Regions from separate parts of the Ovis aries genome. Here region 1 is linked to region 2. A link is a contact called in public Hi-C data. All regions are on one chromosome and are shown on one strand. The core of a region is the stretch at or near the end of the contact, and the rest is flanking DNA. Distances in the headings are between cores, read along the strand shown. Region 1 holds the start of INPP5B (inositol polyphosphate-5-phosphatase B). Region 2 holds the start of CDCA8 (cell division cycle associated 8).

Region 1 (5,438 bases), core at 2,735-5,234, 200 kb before region 2:
TGGTGATCATCACCCCTCCAGCCACCCCCCAAAAAAACGTGAGTGTGTGCCCACACCTGCCTGCTCCGGGTGGTGGCTGAGGCCAGTGAGACAGGCAGCCAGCCCCCACCTGAGTCCAGAATTCACAGGGCTCCCCATCCCTCATTCTTCTTTCACTTTCTCTTCCAGAGGAAACCCTGTCTCACCTTCTCCTGCCAAGGCAGTGACTGCTTCAAAGTGACTGAGGGCCTGCACTTCTGTGAGGTGGGGCCCTGGAGTGCTCCAAGGTCCAGCGCTGCCCTCCCTTAGAACTGCAGGCCTCCTCCTGCCTGGACAGAGCGGGGTCGGCAGCTGAATCTGGCTGGAGCTAGACCTGCTAGGGCCCAGGCTGCTGGACCCCTCTTAGCTCCACATAATGCTGAAATCCAGGATGGCAGCTGGAATTCTCCAAGTCCCCGTGACATGCCCCTTGTTTCTGATCGCCTTGTATGTTCTCTGGGAACTAGCTGGCTGGGAACCAGCGGCCCAGTGAAGTCCGACTCAGCCCATAGCTCCACTTCACTTTTTTTTTTTCCCCAATATTTAGTTATGGCTGCATCTGGCCTTAGTTGTGGACTGTGGCATCTAGTTCCTTGACTAGGGGTTGAATCCTGGCCCCCTGCATTGGGAGCATGGAGTCTTAGCCACTGGACAACCAGGGACGTCCCCCACTTAACACTTTTTGCCTCCATGAATGGGGAACGAAGGCAAGGGGAGAATGAATAGTCCCATCTCTTCTTGTAGCTGAAACAATCCAGCTCAGGCCACTCTGCAGGGTGCAGCCAGGCCTGTCTGGCAGGGACCCCCAGGTGTCATGGGGCTGTGGGTCAGCCCCGCTACCAAGAGTGCTGCCAAGCCTCGGCCCCTGACAGCTGCCTCCAGCTGGATGGGAACCTCCATTTCAACAGGGCAGCACCAGGGGCCACCAGGAGCCCCCTGCACGGGACCCTGGCTGGGGCTGCTTCTCCTCCACTCTGCCCTGCTCTTGGTCCTGCTCACCTAGCTAGGCCAGGCTGAGTCAGGTAGCAGCAGGCAGGAAGACCCTTTAGGCCCTGGAAGTTGCCAGGCCCACTGCCAGCTCTGATTCCTGTGACTGTATCTTTAGTGAAAGGGATTTATCAAGACTGCAGCTCTGTGCTAGATGTTCCCAGGGCCTAGGCCTGAACATGATGCCCTCCAAGGGGGCAGGCTGGAGTTTTGTCTGATAAAACAGAACAATCTCCTATCTGATCCCCATCAAGTACAAGGACCCCAAAGTCCTGCAGGAGCAGTTTCTTTATCTGTAAAATGTGCCCAGTCCTGGGACTTCACTGATAGTCCAATGGTTAAGACTCTGTCCTTCCAGTGCAGGGGGTGCAAGTGTGATCCGTGGTTGGGAAACTAAGATTCCCTATGCCTCTGTGTGGCCAAAAAAAAACAGCAGAAGCCAAAAACGAAATGCTCGTCCCTGTCCACTTTTCCCTGACCCTCCCCAGACTTTGACACAAAGAGGGGGCTGGAATTGGGGTTCCCCGGATTTCCTGAAGTGACCTCAGCCCTCTTTATCTCGAAGGGTGTGAATCAATCCCCTTTACCCTCATCCTCAACTCAGCTCTGAAACCAAATTCAAATAAACTTGAGCTCCATTTGTGCTATGGATATTTCCAGGAAAAGAAAATTGGGAAGAAGTTACTTTTTCTGGAAGAGATTTGCTTATTCAAACTGGTCGCTAGGGCAGCAACTCTGAGCTTAGGGGAAAAGGACGGGGAATGGACTAGAAGTCACACGGTCACTCCTTCTCCAGCACTGACCCTTCAGTTTGGGTCAGAGCTTAAGAGAAAAAGTACTCATTAAGATGACTCACTAACTCAATAAACATGTTCTCAGGGTCAGTTTGTATGCCAGAAACAACACTGGAGTGATAAGGAAAAGATACAGCCTGTCCTCAGGGAGCTTACAGCTTCGTGAAAAGGCCAATAGACTGGGAGAGACTGGTCCTCGACACCCTAATCTGAGCTGGCCCTTCTGTCCATCTGGAGCAGCCTCCTTATCTTAGGTGGAGAAGGGCAGGCCCCAAAGGAGGAAAGCCTTGCCCAGTGGCCAGTGAATCAGGGGAAAGGGCTGGAGAATACCGAAGTGCAGGCTCGGGCTGTCGTGAGTGCTGAGCGGGGACCCCCTCCCTTGCTGTCTCTCCTCCTGAGGAGAGAGGATGGGGCCTCAGCACAGACACTGCGTATGACACACAGTCACACCCCTGACAACACGTGTTAGCCTCCCTTTTCCTCACACAGCCCTGTGAGGCAGGCAGGACGGCTGGTCACACACCCCTGCTGAGGCTAAGGGAGGAAATGGGGCCGTGGGTGGCAGTGTCCTCCCGTCACACACCCCTGCTGAGGCTAAGGAAGGAAATGTGGCCGTGGGTGGCAGTGTCCGTGGCATGGAAGTTGGAGTCACACGTTTCAGTTGTGAGACCTTGGTCAGGACGCTTAACCTCTCTGAGTCTCAGTTTCTCCACCTGGAAAATGGGGGTATGCGGTTCTTCATAGTGTTGTTCTCTCTGAAGCTAGGACAGGATAGGTACCTGGGGAGGAAGTGTTCCAGTAGAGGCCAGTGTTGGCCTGCGTGGAAGTGCGAGGAGCTGAGGATGAAACTGAGAAAACGTTTTCCCTTAAAGTGACCATCTTCCTTCCAGGGCCTGGATAAGGAACTCTGGCCGCTCGAGGGCTGAGGATGTCGAGGGGAGTCCTTAGGAAAAGCTTTCCAGAATAGGGAGCCGAGGGTACCACAGGACTTAAGGAGTTAACGGGCAGGGGGGGGGAGCCCCCCCAACCCCCACATTGGCACAGCATGCTGGGACTTGCAGGCTGGCTGACCATCGTGTGGCATAGGGGCTGCTGGGAAATGTAGTCATTGACCGGGTCCCGGCCGAGGTTCCGCACACCCAGCAGCGGTGACAGCTCAGGAGGTAGGCAGCAATAACAGGGGGCCAGGAGTGAGTGCGGAGCGGGGAAGCCAGGGCAGGGCTGGGCAGGAGGGACTGGGCAAGCTGAGGGCTGGGTACCCTGTCCTGAGGCTGTCAGAACTGGACACCCGTAGCCTTTGGCTGATGCAATGTGGCCTGCTGGGCTGGGGGAGGGCCAAGGAGTAACGGGACACTTGCCCATCTCCAAGGCAAGAGGGACAGGACTGGAGTCCTGGTCCAGAATGAGACACTCCCTTCCCAAGATACATGCAGATACACCCCTGACACCTCCCAGACAGCTATTAGCAGAACTAACACTGCTCCCCCAAAAGGGAGGCAGAGCCCCCATCCCTGAGCAATTAAGACCATATCCTCCTCTCCGGTAATGGGACAGGGCACCGCACGGCCAGCAAGTAGACTGGATCCCACTAAGGAGCGACTGGATGCCCTTCAGGACAGAGGGTGGCATAGCAAATTGTACCTCCCATCAGAGGCAAAGGATGGCAAAGGGGGAGGAGGAGGGAGACGATGGGGCCTCCTCCACCTTCTCCCAGCAGAGCCCCGCCTCCCTGCCAGCGGTCCTCAGAGGCAACTCCATCACATCCTGGGTGACGTGTTGACATAAAGGGCCTCCCTTCTGCCCTTCCCCAGGGTGTGCAGGGGCCGGCATGGACCAGTCTGTGGCCATCCAGGAGACCCTGGCTGATGGGGACTATTGCGTCATCATATCCTTCCCTGCAGCCTGCAGCTCCCAGCCCCAGGGCCTCCCTGCCTGGGCTTGGGAAGTGGAATGGCAGGTGTCTACGTGTCTCTCTGGTTGCCTCCCTCTCTCTGTGCCATGGGGGGAGGGGGGACCCGGGGGTGGAGGGAAGGAAACCAGTACTTACTAAGTACTCAGTTCTGGACTCTCTGCCTTATGCTTTAAATACTCAGTTATCCTCCCACCCCCTGTGAAGTTGGGGGTTGATATCCCTATTTCACAGATGAGAAAGTGTCAGAGAGGTGAAGGGACCTGCCCAGGGTCACACAGTAAACCCGCATGGGTGAGGGCAGAGCAAGCCAGGGCAAGTCTGGTGGGGCGGGCCGGGTTGGGCAAGGCCTGGATGCAGGCTTCCTTTCCCTTTGCCTTGACCCTGAGCGGCAGGCGGTGCAAGGTGTGCTGTGCGAGGGCGACAGCAGGCAGAGCCGCCTCCTGGGACTCGTGCGCTGCTGTCCGGAGCGAGGTGGCCAGGAACACGCGTAAGTGATGGAATTGGGCCTTGCCTGTTTGGGTTTATTGTTTCCATCGTCCCTCCAGCTGGATTTCACACCTTCTAGAACAGAGTCTGAGGCTTCTAGAATAATTATAATAATGATGGTTAATAGTTTCTGAACACTATATGCCCAGCCCTATGTATTAATAGCTCATATAGTCCTCAAAATCTGATGAGAAACCCCATGGCCTAACTGTCTTGGATTCCAACCTAGGCTTTGTTACATCTTGAGCAAACCTCAATGTGTCCAAACTAAAGATTAAAATGAGTTTCTGCATATAAAGTAGTTAAAATGCTGTGAAGCACTTTAAAAGGGCTGCATAAATGTTGCTAGTAACACCCACCCACCCACCTTGCTCTAGAAACAGAGCAAGAATAATGATCAAAGTTCTCACAGCTGAAAAATGACCCTCAGGGTCTCAGATCTGGGAAGGAGGAGCCTTAGACATTTTTGAACCCATCACTCTTCCTTTACAGATGGAAAAACTGAGGTTCAGGGAGGGAGAGGAGGAGGTGAGGATTGCCCTGTTCTTGTCACACACAGTCCTAGAATGCACAAGGGGGAGATTATGCATGGGTTTTACTAACAAAGCGGGGTTAGTCCCCAAAGTGAGGCAAGTCCAGCCTTGATGACCCATCAGTCTCTGATGGGCACCATTGTGCAGAGAGGCACGAGCACACCCCCCAGGGACCAAGGAGGGAATGCGAGCCGAGCACCCTGAGGCTTCCACGGTGGACTGAGGAATGGCCGCGTGCACCCTGGCCTTACGATGCTTCCTGCCCTCAGTCTCTTCCTGTATACGCACCGGAGGATGGCCATTACCGGGGACGATGTCTCCTTGGACCAGATCGTGCCAGTCTCTCGGGATTTCACACTGGAAGAAGGTGCCACAGTGGGCGGGATGGGATGATCCCTCTCCTCAGGGCTCCCAGGTCATTTCTGCCCTTATTGGGGGTGGGGTGGTAGGAGCAAGGATGATGCTCAATGGCTAAGGGCCTTTTCCTTTCCCTCCCTGCAGTGTCCCCGGATGGTGAGCTCTACATTCTTGGTGAGTGGTCCTTTCAGTCTGAGTTGGGTCCTTGAGCACAGGATCTGCAGAGAGAGGAGTGGGGTGAAGAGTACCCTCTGATCACCTCACTGTGGCACACAAGACCCTGTTGGATTAGCCCCGCTCATCAATCCAGTCACTCTCTTTCCTACTTGCTGAACTTGGAACCCTCTGCCT
Region 2 (5,448 bases), core at 2,871-5,370:
CACATGCCCAGGCTTACTCTTGGCTGTGTACTTGGGGACAGGGCATCAGAGTTGCAGGGTACACAGGTGTTCAGGCTTAATATTATGCAAAACTGTTTTCCAAAGTGATTGTACTTGTTTACATGCCAGGAGCAAACAGTACAAGTTTCAAATGACACTTGATGCTATGTCAGTCTTCTCATTCCACCCCCAGCTTTATTGACGTATAATTGACAAATATGATTCTAACACATTCAAAGTGTTACGAGGGTGAGATGTATGGAGAGAGTAACATGGGAACTTATATTACCATATGTAAAACAGATAGCAAATGGGAATTAGTTGTATGTTTCAGGGAACTCAAACAGGGGCTCTGTACCAAACTAAAGGTGTGGGATGGGGTGGGAAATGGGAGGGAGGTTCAAGAGGAAGGGGATATATGTATACCTATGGCTGATTCATGTTAAGGTTTGACAGAAAACAACAAAATTCTGAAAGCAATTATCCTTCAATTAAAAAATAAAAAAAATTCCTACACATATAAAGAAAGTGTTACACATACACATCGTGAAATGATTATCACAATCAAGTTAATTAATGCACCTATCACACAGTTACCTCAAAAGAATTTTTTTTTTTTAAGTGTACAGGGCCAAATGTTTTTCTGCTATGCTCCTGTACCCTTCATAAAGGCTTCCAGTCACCATTCTAATTAAGTTTATTCCCAGTGGTAACTATCCATATGTATGGGAATAGCCAAAAGCAGGCATGTTTCACAAGCCTTTTCTTGTAGGGCACATTCGGTATCAGAATAGCCCTTACAGACAAGGAATGACACAGTTTCATCTCTGAACTGGTAGAGACTACATGGAGTACTCAAACAAGGATTCCGAGGCTATCGGGGCTTCGCAAGAAGCTGTGCCGGGCTAGAGAGGTGAGCGGTGTCTGAAATGGAGGATGATTCAGTAGTCATAGTGGCGAAGGGAACATATGACTCATGGCTAATGTGTCTGAGGAACTGAATATTTTATTCATTTTAATTAAAGTTACACGTCTGGTGGCTATTGTAACAGACAGTACTGATCTAAACTCTGTTCTGCCTCATACTGCCTTGAGTCCTAGTAATCATGCCGGGGGGAAGGAGGTGAGAGTGAGTGGGGAATCCTGAGAGTCCCAACCAAGAGCACAGCTTCTAGAGTATGATGTGAAAAGGGAATAGTTTCTTTGTCCCCTAGCAAGCCAGGGGTTTAAAGGAGCTTGGTTTTCTACTTCTCCCCTAGCCTAGGACTTTTCGTTCAACTAGTGTGAGAAATGCTATGGCTAGAAGAATGGGGACGATTAATATTAGAATATTAACTATGAACATTTTGTTAAGGTGCAAAGCTCAGGGCAAAGAGCTGCAAGGAACCTGCCCCAAATAGGACTATTTCTCTATAAACCTTGGAACTACTTGGCCTTCATGTACTCAGCATTCAACAACTATAATCTTTTAGCTGACATCAGTAATGTCCCCTCTGGAACTTGTTCCACAGTCAGCACCCACCGCTGAATTTTGTGGACGGACTAAACTGAAAACTAACCAAGAGTTCAAAAATAGAAGTCACTTACTGTTGCTGCTTCTTCCAGGGCCCGCTTGTTTCCTCCAAGGGCTTTGAAAAGAACAATTTGCTTGGTTACTAGGTTATAATAATTTAATTAACAAACTGTCTTCCCTAATATGACCACTTCCCTTACACTGGACCAGATTAAGTCCTTAGTCCAACATTCAGGAGCCTCTACAACCTAGTCTCATCTTTCTCCAAGCTTGACTGTTCCCTTCATGACCTACTACAAGTCCCACTACACCAAAGTGACTGTTATTTCCCAAAGGTGCCACTGTCTCATGACTCAGGGCTCTGATAGTTATTTCTCCTGCCTGAAATAATCCCCTGCACTCTACAAAGTTGGAATTCATCTTTCAAAACCCAGCTCAAACCCCAAACTCTGCTTATTTTTCTCTCACAGCAGATTGCTGCAGTGTATCGAGTTAGTTGCTCACTATCATCATATGCAGCAACTGCTCAAAGCTGTAGAAGCGCCCAACCCTGCCTTGAACTGAACTCAAGGACAAAAATAATATCCACAGCTTCTGGTAAAAAATATGTCATCAGTATATATGATGTAAATGTGTACTGAATGAAGAGATCTTCGCAAGATTTAGATGTAGAATAAAAACTTAGGTTAGAGTCCTCCTGCTGGAAGTGCTGGTAGTATCCTGTATAACAGTTAAAAACTCAGACTTTGGAACCAGAATGCCTACATTCAAATATGTCACTAATTGGCTTACGAGACTTTAAGCAAACAATCTCTGTGCTTTAATCTTGTCATCTACAAAGCAGGAATAAAATCAACAACTAATATGTTTGTTATGAGGATGAAATCAGTTAATATATGGAAAACACTTGGTTTTTCAGTTAACATTGGAAAACACAATGCCTGTCTGGCATAGAAAGCACTATATAAATGTGCTTATTGACCACTACTTTACTCTTTTGTAGTACTTATAATTTTAAATATATAATCATGTCCAAATTTTTAGAACAAGTCTTCTCTACTAACTTGTAAGTTCCTGGAGGCAAGGATAACGTCTGTTTTATTTCCCAATGCATCTTCAGCACCCAATATTGTGACTAACACATGCTCAATGAATATTTACAGAAATGCACAAATAGATTAATAAATAAAAGAGAAACTCCAAAAGGATCATTAAATGACATCTATGTGAGCAGAACGTGCATTTCTATCCAGGTAGCAGGCTACCTAGTGGGTAATTAATCATAAGAAAATAGTAAAAGGGTAACCCAGCAAAAGGACAGCCTCTTGCATTTCTTTGGACGTTTAACCAGGGGGTAGGGTAGGGAACAGGGTGGGGTTTTCCTCTGACCAGGAAAACTCTTCGAGTCCTTGCACTTTGCAATTTGTTTGCTCGTGTATAAATTGGTGATTTCCATAAGCTAAAGAAAGAGCTGGTTGGAGTTATCCTTCCATCTGTGCTCTGGTAACAATCTATTCATTCATTCACTTTTAAATGGTTAGATAAAACACCACCCCCCTCAAAAAAAGAGTATTTCATGACACATGGAATCTGAAATCTGTCAAATTCACATTTCAGTGTTTCCATAAATAGATTTCTGTTGGAAAACAGCTATGCCCATTCATTACAGCTGTTTTTGAACTATAACAGCATGAGTAGTTTGGACAGAGAACCTTCTGGCCTACAAAGCCTAAAATACTTATTATCTCCTCCTTTAGAGAAAATATTTGCCTGCCTGCAGAGGAAGATGAGGGAAAGTGCTAAGAAGAAAAGCAGGGAGGTGAGACGGATCGGGGAGGAGTAGGCCTGCAATTTCCTTCTAAGACCTCATTGAGAAGATAAAAGCTGCCATGGTAACCACAGAAGGGCTCCAGGCCGAGGCCTGGGGAAAGACCAGGAGCTCTTACCGAAGTATTCGAGCCAGTTCATTTCGCGCAGCGCCTTGGGGAGTCGCAGGATCTCAATGTTGTACAGGTTATCCAACTCTTTGAGGAGGTTCTGCCTGTCTGACTGAATTTGCTTGGATCGCATTTGCACTGCGAGAGGGCAGAGAGGACACGGCACGGGTCACCCCGCGGGGAAAAGGTTCCCGGAATCCCTGCTGCCCGCGTCCCAGTCCTCCAGCACCCCGCGATTGCCCCCAAGTGACCGCGACCACCCGGGCTCCGCCCCTCACCTTCACGGTCGAAGTCCTTAAGAAAGGAGGCGAGCTTTCGGTTCCGCAGCACATTGGTCTTAGCCACCCGACTGCCGCCCTTCCTAGACGGAGCCATGGCCCTTCGATGGAGGCTGCGGGGAGCTAGGGGCGGAGGCACAAGGCGTCAGCGGCGGAGATGGTGAAGGAGAGGGGGCCGCAAGGGGGCGAGGGAGGGTGGAGGGCCCCCCTGGGGGTTTGAATTGGGGACCCCTGCCCTTCCGGGCCCGAGGAATAAAGGATTCGCGAGGCACCCACCTGCAGGTTCTGAAACCCGGGCTGAGGAAAAACCCGGCTGCTTCAGCCGAGAAGGAGCCGCTCCGGGACGAAAGCGACGTGAGACCGCCGCCACCAAATTCAAACTGCCAAAGGCTGGCCAATAAAAAGCCGCCGTCTTAGGAGGGTTTCACAACAGCCAATCACAGAGAAGCTTCGCAATTGGGCAGCCAGTCCACACGTAAACTACAGCACCCAGAAGGCATTGCGGTCCGACCGCATCTTTTTCGCGACTCTGTAACCACGTCTGGGCATGCGCAGAGACACAGCGGAGGTGTGCGGAGTCTTGGAATTTCCTTAAAGTGTTATTGCTTTAGTTTTGTTTTCCCGCTGGTTTAGAAGAGCGGCCGGAAACCTCAAGTAGAGGAGATAAGATTCTGGCTCCGGAAGCACGGATCGGCCCAGTGAACCTTCAGTCTGAAACTGCCCTAAGCCAAGGGGTAGGTTGAGCCTCTCTGAAGGTAAGACTCGCGCTAGAAACACCTGTCGGGAGGGATGGACGGCCCTACATGAGCAAACTTTGTTTAGCTGGACCTCTCTGAGAACGGAAATAACTCCCACCCTTGACTCGGCCCTTTGCCTGTCGACTTGGGACCCTAATGATATTTGTTTTTTCCTGGGTTTTGTTTTTGTTTTCACCCCTACAATAGAAGATGACTGAAGATCAGCCTTTGCTTGCCGTGCAGGAGGCCCTGAGGAAGTGCTTTCCTGTGGTGGACGAGCAGCAGGGCCTGTGGCAGAGTGCTCTGAGAGACTGCCCGCCCCTCCTGGCCTCCCTCAGCAACCTGGCAGAGCAGCTGCAAGCCACACAGAACCTGCGATTTGAGGATGTGCCCTCACTTCGGGCCTTCCCAGACCTAAAGGAGCGGCTGAGGCGCAAGCAGCTGGCGGCTGGTGACACTATCCTGGACAAGCTAGGAGAGAGGCTGTAAGAGGCACAGTGGCGCTCTTTCTTGGCCTAGAGATGTTAAAACTGGGTATTTAATAATCTAGGATCAGTGAGAAAGGGGGTTTTTCTCCTTAAGAGAATGGTATTTGGGGATGTGACAGCCTTACCCCCTTTCCATCTGTTGCAGTGGGACCTCTCTCTGTCAAAAAACCATTTTCTGGCATTTCCCTTATCAGCTAGGCATGACAGTGGTGGACTTAGTAAAAGTTACCAAAGCAGAACAGAAAAGCAATGGAGAAAGCTCATTGACCCTCCACTGTAGTTTTCCTTAGGTAGAAAGCAGCAGGAGTTACACTGTAAACTTAGTAGGTGCCAGCAGCAAGGATTTTACATACATTATCTCATAAAATCTTTTCAACAACTGTGACTTAACCTCACTTAATCCCATTTTTCAAGTGAGGAAACTGAGGCTCACGCAAATTGCCTGTGCTCAGGCAGTTAGTAAATAGTAAAGCTGGGATGCTCATCCGAGTGCCT

What was found. A called contact is a pair of places that touch in the nucleus more often than the background predicts.
Region 1: a contact with region 2 is called in a Hi-C map of liver, with 2.0 times the contacts expected there. The contact joins the promoter of INPP5B here to the promoter of CDCA8 in region 2.

Annotation. Positions count from the first base shown.
Region 1 is chr1:12,700,246-12,705,683 of ARS-UI_Ramb_v3.0, reverse strand. It overlaps INPP5B (inositol polyphosphate-5-phosphatase B), which reads left to right and starts at 3,984. Exons shown (of 23, transcript XM_015091873.4): 1 at 3,984-4,198; 2 at 5,000-5,097; 3 at 5,232-5,261. The coding sequence starts at 3,999.
Region 2 is chr1:12,501,049-12,506,496 of ARS-UI_Ramb_v3.0, reverse strand. CDCA8 (cell division cycle associated 8) reads right to left here and starts at 4,120. Exons shown (of 10, transcript XM_060399406.1): 1 at 4,005-4,120; 2 at 3,729-3,851; 3 at 3,460-3,588; 4 at 1,588-1,628. The coding sequence starts at 3,825. It overlaps AIRIM (AFG2 interacting ribosome maturation factor), which reads left to right and starts at 4,276. Exons shown (of 6, transcript XR_009596529.1): 1 at 4,276-4,483; 2 at 4,673-4,950.